2 separate regions of the Mus musculus genome follow, and region 1 is linked to region 2. Evidence: chromatin contacts called from public Hi-C data. All regions are on one chromosome and are shown on one strand. Each heading gives the region's core, a stretch centred on a gene start, on an enhancer-like site or on the middle of the called end of the contact. The rest is flanking DNA. Distances are from core to core; before and after follow the strand shown. Region 1 holds the start of Mrps30 (mitochondrial ribosomal protein S30). Region 2 holds the start of Pelo (pelota mRNA surveillance and ribosome rescue factor).

What was found. Hi-C and Micro-C count contacts between places; a contact is called where the count stands out from the background.
Region 1: a Hi-C map of CD4 T cells shows a contact between it and region 2, with 4 times the contacts expected there. The contact joins the promoter of Mrps30 here to the promoter of Pelo in region 2.

Annotation. Positions count from the first base shown.
Region 1 is chr13:118,384,233-118,388,822 of GRCm38.p6, forward strand. Mrps30 (mitochondrial ribosomal protein S30) reads right to left here and starts at 3,020. Exons shown (of 5, transcript NM_021556.3): 1 at 2,420-3,020; 2 at 1,002-1,147; 3 at 335-440. The coding sequence starts at 3,002.
Region 2 is chr13:115,087,223-115,092,285 of GRCm38.p6, forward strand. It overlaps Pelo (pelota mRNA surveillance and ribosome rescue factor), which reads right to left and starts at 2,936. Exons shown (of 2, transcript NM_134058.3): 1 at 1,972-2,936; 2 at 1,133-1,739. The coding sequence starts at 2,697. The coding sequence ends at 1,308. All of the region lies in intron 1 of Itga1 (integrin alpha 1), which reads right to left.

The DNA of each region.
Region 1 (4,590 bases), core at 1,770-4,269, 3.3 Mb after region 2:
GTCATGCAGCAAACACAAAACTTTCAAATTAAGAGCTAAATTTCTCTCCAATTTTCATTTATGTTATAATACCTTCAGATTATGAACAGTATTGCTCATAGCCAATTAACCTTCTGAGTCTTTAAGAATTGAAACTGAGCTAGGTGTGGCAATATACCATCCTACGGTAGGAAGGGAAGAGGCAAGGGGGCTCCTGCCCCAACTTCAGGGCCAAGCAGGGCTACTAAGACACAGAAACCCTATCTCCACCAGAAAAAATAAAATAAAATATAATAATTCAAAATTAAACTTCCCCATATATCTTCTATGGGTCAAAATGTAAAGAGAAACTTACCAGTAAATATACTGTTTTCATACTGCCGTCTGAACAATGGAAGCTTGTCTGGTTTACATTTCATCACAGGGATTTCTGTAGGGATGGAGTAATCCAATGGCACAAACTTGAAGAATAAAAAAACAGACAGGGAAGTCAGAAACACTGTATCCACCTCATTTACACTAGCTTACCTTTAAACTTTTTCAATGAGTTATTCTTTACAAAATAATCTTATTATACAAATTGAGTATCTCTGAATCAAAAGTCTGAAGTGTTTCAAACTTCATGTTTCCAAAGTTGGGAACATTCAGAGCCTGCGAGACGGACGTTCCTAAATCAAATGCTAAGTCTGAGATGCTCTGACTTCTGCAGTGTTTCAATCAGCACTGTCAAAACAGAAGAGCTCACCGGCACTAACATCTGCTGATGGGACTAAAGCGGTCATATGGAGAAAGTTTTTAAAAATCCTGCTATAATAAACTATCATAAATTGATTTACCTACTTGATCTTGGTAGAACATAACACTCCAAACTAGAGAGTTGAAAAAGACTTCCAGAAAAGTTGCCATCATGAACAAACATGGAAGGCAAGAAATCTACCAACATACCTCACCACAGTCAACCAGTTACCTGATTGCCTTTTGGCAATGCTCACACCGGATGCCAACAGATACAAAACTCTTACCTCTGGGAGTTGCTTAGATATTCGAATCTGGTTGTGTGGTTTGTCATTTATTTGGTATCGTAAAGCATCAATATGGCCTTTTCGATGACCAGCAGGAATGCGTTCTTCACCACGCAACCAGTAAAAGTCAACAGAGCGTTTACAATCTATCAAGAGATGCAAAATTTTCTTTATTATTTAGAGAAAATTGGTTATTAGTTACGTAGTCATAAACATGTGATGAGCAGCATGTCTAAGATATATACATATTAAAACTGAGAATCTAAGAATCTGAGTTTCATGCTTTATCCATTATGTCTCAAATACAGTACACGAAAACTTCATTTTGCTCCCCACTGTAATTGACACGATTATTTAGTTAAAACTAAAGATGCTAAAATGAACAGCAACCACTCACCGGAATAAGATGAGAACTGATCAGTATTCCGTTTACTACCAGTCTAAAAGGTACATACAATTCTCATCACTGCCATTTTGTACAAGATGAACTTAATTTCATCTGAACAAGGTTAAGTTTTCTAAGCCACCAATGGAAAGTAGTCAAAAGTTCCTCTACCTTCCTAACACACTACTTTTCTTGTACACACAAGGAAGGGAAGTAATACAGACACTATAAGATTCAGTTTAGAACACATCTACAGCCATGATAGAATTAATTCAATAATTACTAAGACACCTTCTGGGTTATAGACATAAACGGATTACAAACACATTATCAGCTGGGGTGTAACTCAAAGACAGAGAGTATTCTAGTCCCTGAGTTCAACCTTCTGTACTACCACCCCATCAAAACCAAACAAAAACATACATTCTTTTTCACGTCCACACTGAACGAAAATTTCTGTTTACTGGGACCAAATCTTGACCCCTCAACCTACCAGATGTTGGGCCTGAAGGCAGCAACACTTACCGTGTGTCTTTTTCACTCTTCATTTATAAAATGAATCCATGATATGTACTCTGTTATTATGAGGATTAAGTAGGTGGCATTTAGAACATTTGGGAAAGGGATCGACACACAGTAGTAAATGCTAAGAAAATGTTAGTAACGCTGATAATATCTTATTTACCTTTCGACATTCTAGGGCCAAACAGTATTACAGTAATTCTCATCTTGATATTAAGGCAAAGTAAGAGAGGTTGATGTTTTACCCATGGTCACCCAGCTTTCGTGTGAAGCAGTCAAAAGACAACCGTCTCTTAGAAACTTTTGGCTGCTCAGACACAAAACCTGATCAAAGCATGGAAACGTGATGAGCTTCGGGTGAGACTAAACTTTAACAAGTAGTCCTTAGGAGGGCAGGCCGCCTGAAACTTGGTCCGTAAGTCCTAACTCAGTGAGTGCTACTGAACCTGCAGGAAAGCTTGGCCGACGGCGTCCCCACTTCCCCCGTTCAGGGTGGGAGTTCCAAGCTCACCGAGAGCGGCAGTGCTCAGGACAGGGTTGAGTGGAGCGAGCAGGTTCACGAGCGTCCTCACTACCTGGTCCAGGATGGAGGAGGCGAGGGCCTGGCGACGATCGAAGAGGGAGCGGGGCCGGCGGCGCCGCACGTAGACCTGCTCCTGCAAGATGCAGTCGCACACGGCGGCGCGCAGGGCGGCGAGGTCGAGCGAGGGCGGCGGCGGCGACAGCGCCGGGGCGGGCGGCAGGCCCGAGACAAACACGGTCTTGGTGAAGCTCTGGTACCAGCGGTCGGCGTTCAAGGCGGAGATCTGCGGATGCACCACGTACTTCTTGAACTGCATCTTGGTGAGAATCCGTATCTTCTCGTCCACCGAGGGGGCCGCGTGCACCGTCGCCTGCCAGCGCTGCACCCGCCGCTGCCGCGCCGCTTTGCTGTCGGCGGTCATGGAAGCCACGATCGGCGGGTACCGCGCGACGGGCGTCGCCACGACCTCCAGGTCTCTCACCTCCGGGGCCGTAGCGGACGCCTTAGCAGCGGCATTCTGGGACAATCCCCGGCCGCGGGGCACCAGCTTCCAATACCTGGCCGCCGCCATTTTCGCCCGCCGCGACCCGGAACTTGAGGTCAACTGGCAGGAATTGTTCCTCTTCGCTTGCCGTAGGGACCAATCGCTTCTTGGAGGCGGGTGCTCTGAGTGTCTGTGGTGCGTTGTGTCATCCAGTTTGCAACCAATCAGTATGCTCCTTGAAGTTTGTTGTATTCTTTTTGAGTATTTGTCTGCGATAAAAATTCGCTTACCCCAGATATTTTCCCACCGGTTATGCTCTGAAGAATGAAACAATTAAAGTCCTTGCTCGTAGGATGTTTTAGGAACTCGCACTTTTTTTCACACGCAAACATTCAGAAATATCCTCCAGCCGGGCGGTGGTGGCGCACGCCTTTAATCCCAGCATTTGGGAGGCAGAGGCAGGTGTATTTCTGAGTTCGAGACCAGGCTGGTCTACAGAGTGAGTTCCAGGACAGCCAGGGCTATACAGAGAAACCCTGTCTCCAAAACAAAACAAAACAAACAAACAAACAAAGAAATATCTTCCAAAGAGAAACTTAAAATCCATACAGTTCTGACGTCATTTGTGTACCTCATATAGTCTGTTACCCTCCATCACCTTTAGAACTAGAATTTTATGAAATACAACATGTCTTTACTTATTCTTGCTAATTATAAAAATTATATCAGCATCACTTACCTGTGAACGCGACTAAACTTTAGGAAAACTATTTCATACATTCTTCAGTGCTAATGAGGTAATATAATTTATTTTGAAACGGGGAAATGTGTTTTTAGTTGAATATACAAGACGTCGGGGAATACATGAAATAAATCATACTAAGCAATTTGTTTGAATTTTGCTGTGTATTAAACTCTTTACTAGTTTGAAATGAACTGATTCTTTACAATAAACTTAATAAAGAAGCTATTACTTTATTTTTCAGCCTAATATGATTCAAATCTTTTCAGTTGCATGCAAGGAAGCAGACATAAAGCCAAAAGCTACCCACTGTCTTAGGGGCAGAGGTGGTACTAGGTCCCAGGTTGTCTGCTACTCAAGCTGTTTCATTTAATGGATATTTATGAGTGCGCCCTATGTGTTACGGTGCTAAATGTCTTCTTACTTAGTGAGCCAAAGAGACCTTGCATTCTTTTTGTTTTGTTTTGTTTTGTTTGTTTTTCGAGACAGGGTTTCTCTGTATAGCCCTGGCTATCCTGGAATTCACTCTGTAGACCAGGCTGGCCTCGAACTCAGAAATACACCTGCCTCTGCCTCCCAAGGGCTGGGATTAAAGGCGTGCACCACCACGCCCGGCTGAGACCTTGCATTCTTAACAGGAAGGAAAATCGTAATCATAATACATAACTTTATGATTTATTATAAACTCATAGGTGCCATGGAAAAAATAAAGTGGGTAAAGAAAAATATCAGTGTGCTCTAGTGTGTGGGTAGATGTTTGCCATGTAAAAAGCCTGACCAGAGGACTATTTTTTTGTAAAGATATCATTTGAGAAATGAGTCATGAAAATACTGGAGAGGGAGGTTCCAGAAGGAGAAACACATGCAGAGATTCTGAAATGGGAGCATAACCTGAAGATACAAGTGGAATGGCCACGTGAATGAAAAAAAAAT
Region 2 (5,063 bases), core at 1,686-4,185:
CCTCTCTGTATTCCTATTACGTTATTTAAGAAGATACTTTTAATATTGCTTTAAAGCTAACTATTAAAATGAAAGGACAACCTGAGTTATTTTTAGGAGGTGGATATAGAAATATCATGAGTGTATCAGTTCCCAGCATCATTTATCCAAAAATAACTCTAAAACATGTTATATACCTCAAGGAAGCCAGCAGATAATAAAACCTTAAGTATATAGGATAAAGACATCTGTGATCCAGACTTCAGACAGAATTCCTAATCATGTGCTACACTGAGGCTTGTAAAAGATCAAGCTGCAATCCCTAATTTCCAAGGTTCCCTCTCTCTGAGATCCAAGCTATGTAGTTCAAAATATTCTAAACGGTAATTTGTAGAAATTCCTCATCTACAGTAAGGATTACTAGACTACAACTTCATGAATCACTCAACTCCCTGAACATGCTTTCTTCAAATATAGCATAGTCCAGTAAGAACATGAGCGCACAGACTAATGCCACAGGCACCCTGGGAACATTTAACACTGACAAGCCATAGTAAATAAAACACAGGAAGATATGGTACCATTTCCATGTCAAGAAACGTCCAGTTTCCCCATTCATCAGCCACACAGTAAGCAAGCCACACTCTCACCTCAGCTGTAGAGGCCTGATGAGACTATGCTGAGATGTCTAGGAGATCAAACCTCTACTGTCTGAAAATAATTTCTCTACAGAAAATAGATTAGAACCACAAAGAGCAACAAGCAGATCTTTAAAATGATGTTTAACAAATCCCTGAAAGAAAATAACATTTAGACTGGCTTTATTTACTGTTTGGCTACCACTTCAAATCGTGAATGTAGTCAAAATCTTGCGGGGGGGGGGGGGGGAGGGGGGAAGGGTGAGGGAGGGGAGGGGGAAGCTAGAAAGAGGTGAAAAAAAGTGGAGCATGAAATGAAATTCGGAAACACCAAGTCGAATGGAAATAAACATCAAAAGAGATAAAAGCCTTTTAGGAGGAAAACCAAGAAAAGTTGGTATGTGGGGTTTCATCATCAAACCCTCAAACAGCCTTTCTTTTTTTTTTTTTTTCTCTTAACTACACAAGTTGCTGTTTCCAGGTATTTAAAAAACAGTAACTCGAACTAGAAAACATAAGCTTGGACATCGTCGTGATTTATTTAATTTGAATACATGTCCTGCCCACCAAATCATAAAACACTTAATGTGAACCCAACACACAAGAAACCCCAGCAGGATCAACAAGTGCTGCTCTGGCACCTGCCAAGGATGCTGAGAAAACCAGGGAAGAAACTATTAACTGCCAGTCTTAATCCTCTTCAGAACTTGAATCATCCTCTTGGTCAGAAAGTTCTGGCACTGGGAAGCGGAGAATGGCGGCTACTCCCGTCAGCTGGCCCAGCTGTTCCCCCGACACATGGAGACTAGAGAATATCCTTACGGTGCCCGCATTCTCCTTCACACTGTCCACTAGCCTGACATACCGGCTCCGGGTGGCCACATCCTGATGCCGGAAGAGCTCGTCACTGATGAGCAAAGTGTCTATGGCCAAGGCTTCGTTGGCCCTCTCCACCTGCTTGAGTCCATAGAACGCTCGGTCGGGCTCGTGCTGTAACATTTTGTAGAAGTCATCCAAGGCTTTTACTTCGCCCGCTGCCTTTGTGTCTGAAAGGCGGCTCGCTACAGTAGGGTCGCAGAGGGCCTCTTTCAGGGAGTACTTGTGTCCAGAGGAGGCGTGCACCTAGAATCACAATTATAAAAGACAAAGAATCTCTGAAAGTATCCATTAATCAGCCCACGATGACATTTGACAAACACATGAATAAGGCCTAACCTGTTTAAGGACTTGGACAACTTTTTAAAGTGCTAGATACTGCAGGGTTCAGTTACAATCTCATTTATAGTCCCAGCCAAGCCTTCGGCTCCTCCCCATTCTAAAACATTAGGAAACTCTCTCTGGGTAAGATTTTTACCTGAAGGAATTTGGAGCGGTTTTCCAGGAGCACTTTATTGTCCGTCTTCACAGCTTGCTGAAACATGTAATCGCAGAACTGCTCTCGCACGAATCCAGGGCTGGCCACCAGAACGCACTTTACAACCTCGAAGTTTATGTGGCGCTGGATGGCCTGGACCACCTGTTCATAGAACCGCTCCAGGGCCCGGTCATGCTGGGAGCAGTTGCCTTTCCGTTTCCTGGGGATGTTCACCTCCACCTTGGCCCGGGTAAGGGTCATGCTGGGCGTGACTAAGCAGACGTGGGCCAGGCCCTCCTGCATGACCACAGCTGCCACATCAGCGCTCCACGCCGGGTCGCAAGCCTGCTCGATGCGTTCCAGAACCACACTGTCCCACTGTTTCTTGGCCAGGGTGAACTGGCGGTTGGGCTCCAGTTCGATGGTGTGGTAAGCCCCCATCTTGACATACTCATTCTCTTGGATATTGGTCCCCTTCACCCGCAGCTGGCAGGCCTGGGAGTCGAAGTCGATGGCCTCCACGCAAAGGGTGAGGGTGGTGCGGACACGGTTGCTCCCCACGCTGCCTGTGGAGGACTCGGTCTGGACCTTGCGGATGGTGGAGGCGCGCAGGCTGTCGCCCACCTGCACTAAATTGAAGGTGTGCCACATGTCCTCGGGCTCCTCGGGGACGAGGGTGACCTGGCCCGCATTGTCCTTCTCGATATCCTTCCTCACGAGCTTCATGACCTCAGCAGGGGCTCAGTTCAGAACAGGGGACGCTAGGGGGGGGGGGGGTGTCCCCAGGAGGGGGGGCCGGGGCAGGGAAGGGGCGGCGGGCTCAGGCCCGGAAGGAAACACTACCTCTAACTCTTGCAGCTCGGGACAGCACTTTTACCCCACGCTTTTTCTCAAGTCTCCGCGCGCTGGCCCACGCGCGGCGCGGCAAACCTCACGCTCAGCACGAGTCAACTCTCGGGACTTCCAGTCGCCGGCCCCGCGAAACCGGCTGACGCGGCGATCGCGCAGGCGCAGCCCGCCTCCCGGCGCAAGTCTGTTGTGGGTCCCTACCAGAGAGGCGGGGCCTGTCGGCGGCGCGCGCACGCAGGCGCAGTAAAAGGAAAGGCTCGCCCTAGATAAACGTCAAAGGAGGCGGTCAGCGCTCTGAAAAGCTAAGCTTTTCCCGGCACATCCCTGTGTGCGAGCACATGCCAAGTACGTGAATGCAAACATATGTATTTAAGCTGGATTTATCATTCTGCACCTTAGCGTGAAGCCAGCTTCAGAACTTATATAAAAGTGAAAAGCGCCCTCAAAAGTTCAGACTTGCCCCCCCCATCCCCGGCGAAGTTCAAACTCTGCCTGGCTTTGCTCGCTCTTTCCCTACCAGCACTCAGACCGACGAGCTTGTTGGCTCAGAGAGATCCAGAAGCGGTTTCTAAGAACTAGTCACGTACAGTCTGGGCTCAGCAACGTGTCCAGCTGTTTTCTGCGCCTGTTACCCTGTTTGCACGATCCAGTTAACCCAGATGTTAAAGGACAGAGCCCAGAGAGAGCAGTGGAATGCGTGGAATGTACCCCTGGTGGACCTCTATGTAGCTTGACCTGATTGATGTCCTGGGAATCCCAGAATCCAAAGTTGGCCGACTCAGCGCAGTAGTCTCTGAGGCGTTCAGTGTGGGAGCCGGACTGCAGTAGATTAGCGCTCGATCTTCCCTGCCACTGACTAGCCAAAAGTTGAGGATATGGGAAGTAAAGATAAGCTAATCTAATATGACCACCCCAAAAGAAGAGCCAAAGAGTTGGTTGTAAAGGAAAAGAAAAGAAAAAGAAAAACAAATAAACAAAAATCCATTCCGTTTCTCCCATCCCCTTTGGTACAGTGGCGATGGAAATACAGAGAAGTCTCTTTCTGAATGAAGACAGTGGGGGGAGCAGAGAAATCCTGACCACTTAGGCTCGCTCACTGCGTTTTGTGTAAGGATTTTAAAGCAGAGCCTTAATTGAGGAGAGGAGGTTAAAGGGAGGGTTAATCGTGTTAACTGATGTCAGCCATCTTTCTTAGAGGTTGGTGTGTGTTGCGGGGGTGGTGGTGGTTGTCCAAGACTCCAGTATAAATTTGCACCTTAACTTGCTTTGTATCCTCTCTCCCCCCACTCCGCACCCCCCTCCCATCTAATTTACCATCTTCTTATCACAGAGCCTCTAACTCACATTGCTTTGTTCCTCTAAAGCCTTTCACCGAACCAGGCACGGGTCTCACTAAAGCAAGAAAGTAGACCTTCCTGGACTCTTAATGAATGAAAGGTTTTCCCTGAAATACTGTCAACTTTTGAAAATTTCTCAAGCACTTTCTCACTCTTATAAGGAAAATGCTACCCTAATTTGAAACAATAAATAAATAAATAAATAAATAAATAAAACGAAGTTAGGAGGAAGTTAACAAATGTTCTCAAAATCATGTAACTGGCATTCAGAGCCAGGCCGGATTAGCCCCACCCACTACCACCATGAACAATCCGTCCTATATACATAACCCTCTCTGCCAAGGCAAGCTATGTGCTGTTAGCCCCTGCTGCTTCCTTTGATTGACAGCTTTGCCTGTTCACTGGAATCAACCTAGAAGGTTTGGAATGCCTTGACCCCTCCCCCACACCTTAAAGTCATTACATTCTTCAGCACATAATTTTGTTTCTACCAAACTTAGGTAATCATTCATTTGGATTTTACTTTTAAAAACTGAGTGCATTTATTTCTACATCTGTTACATGGCAAACTCATAATGATTCATTTCATATTTCATGACATTTTTTTAAAGTTGTAAGGCCAACATCTTGGGGGGGGGGATTATGGGGTCCCATGTAGCACAAGATGACCTCTAACTGGATATAGAGCAAAGGATGACCTTGAACGTCCAACCCTCTTGCCTTCATCCCCTAAACATTGGGATTAGAGGCAGGTAGGGCTTCACCCTAAGGCTTTTAAGAGGCTCAAACTTGGGGCTTTGTAAACATTGTTCCTACTGAACTACATCCCCTGCCCTAGGCTACTTTTTAAAATGACATTGTTCTCAGTGATTGTACGTGCTACAATATTTCTCAAAGAGTTAGTTT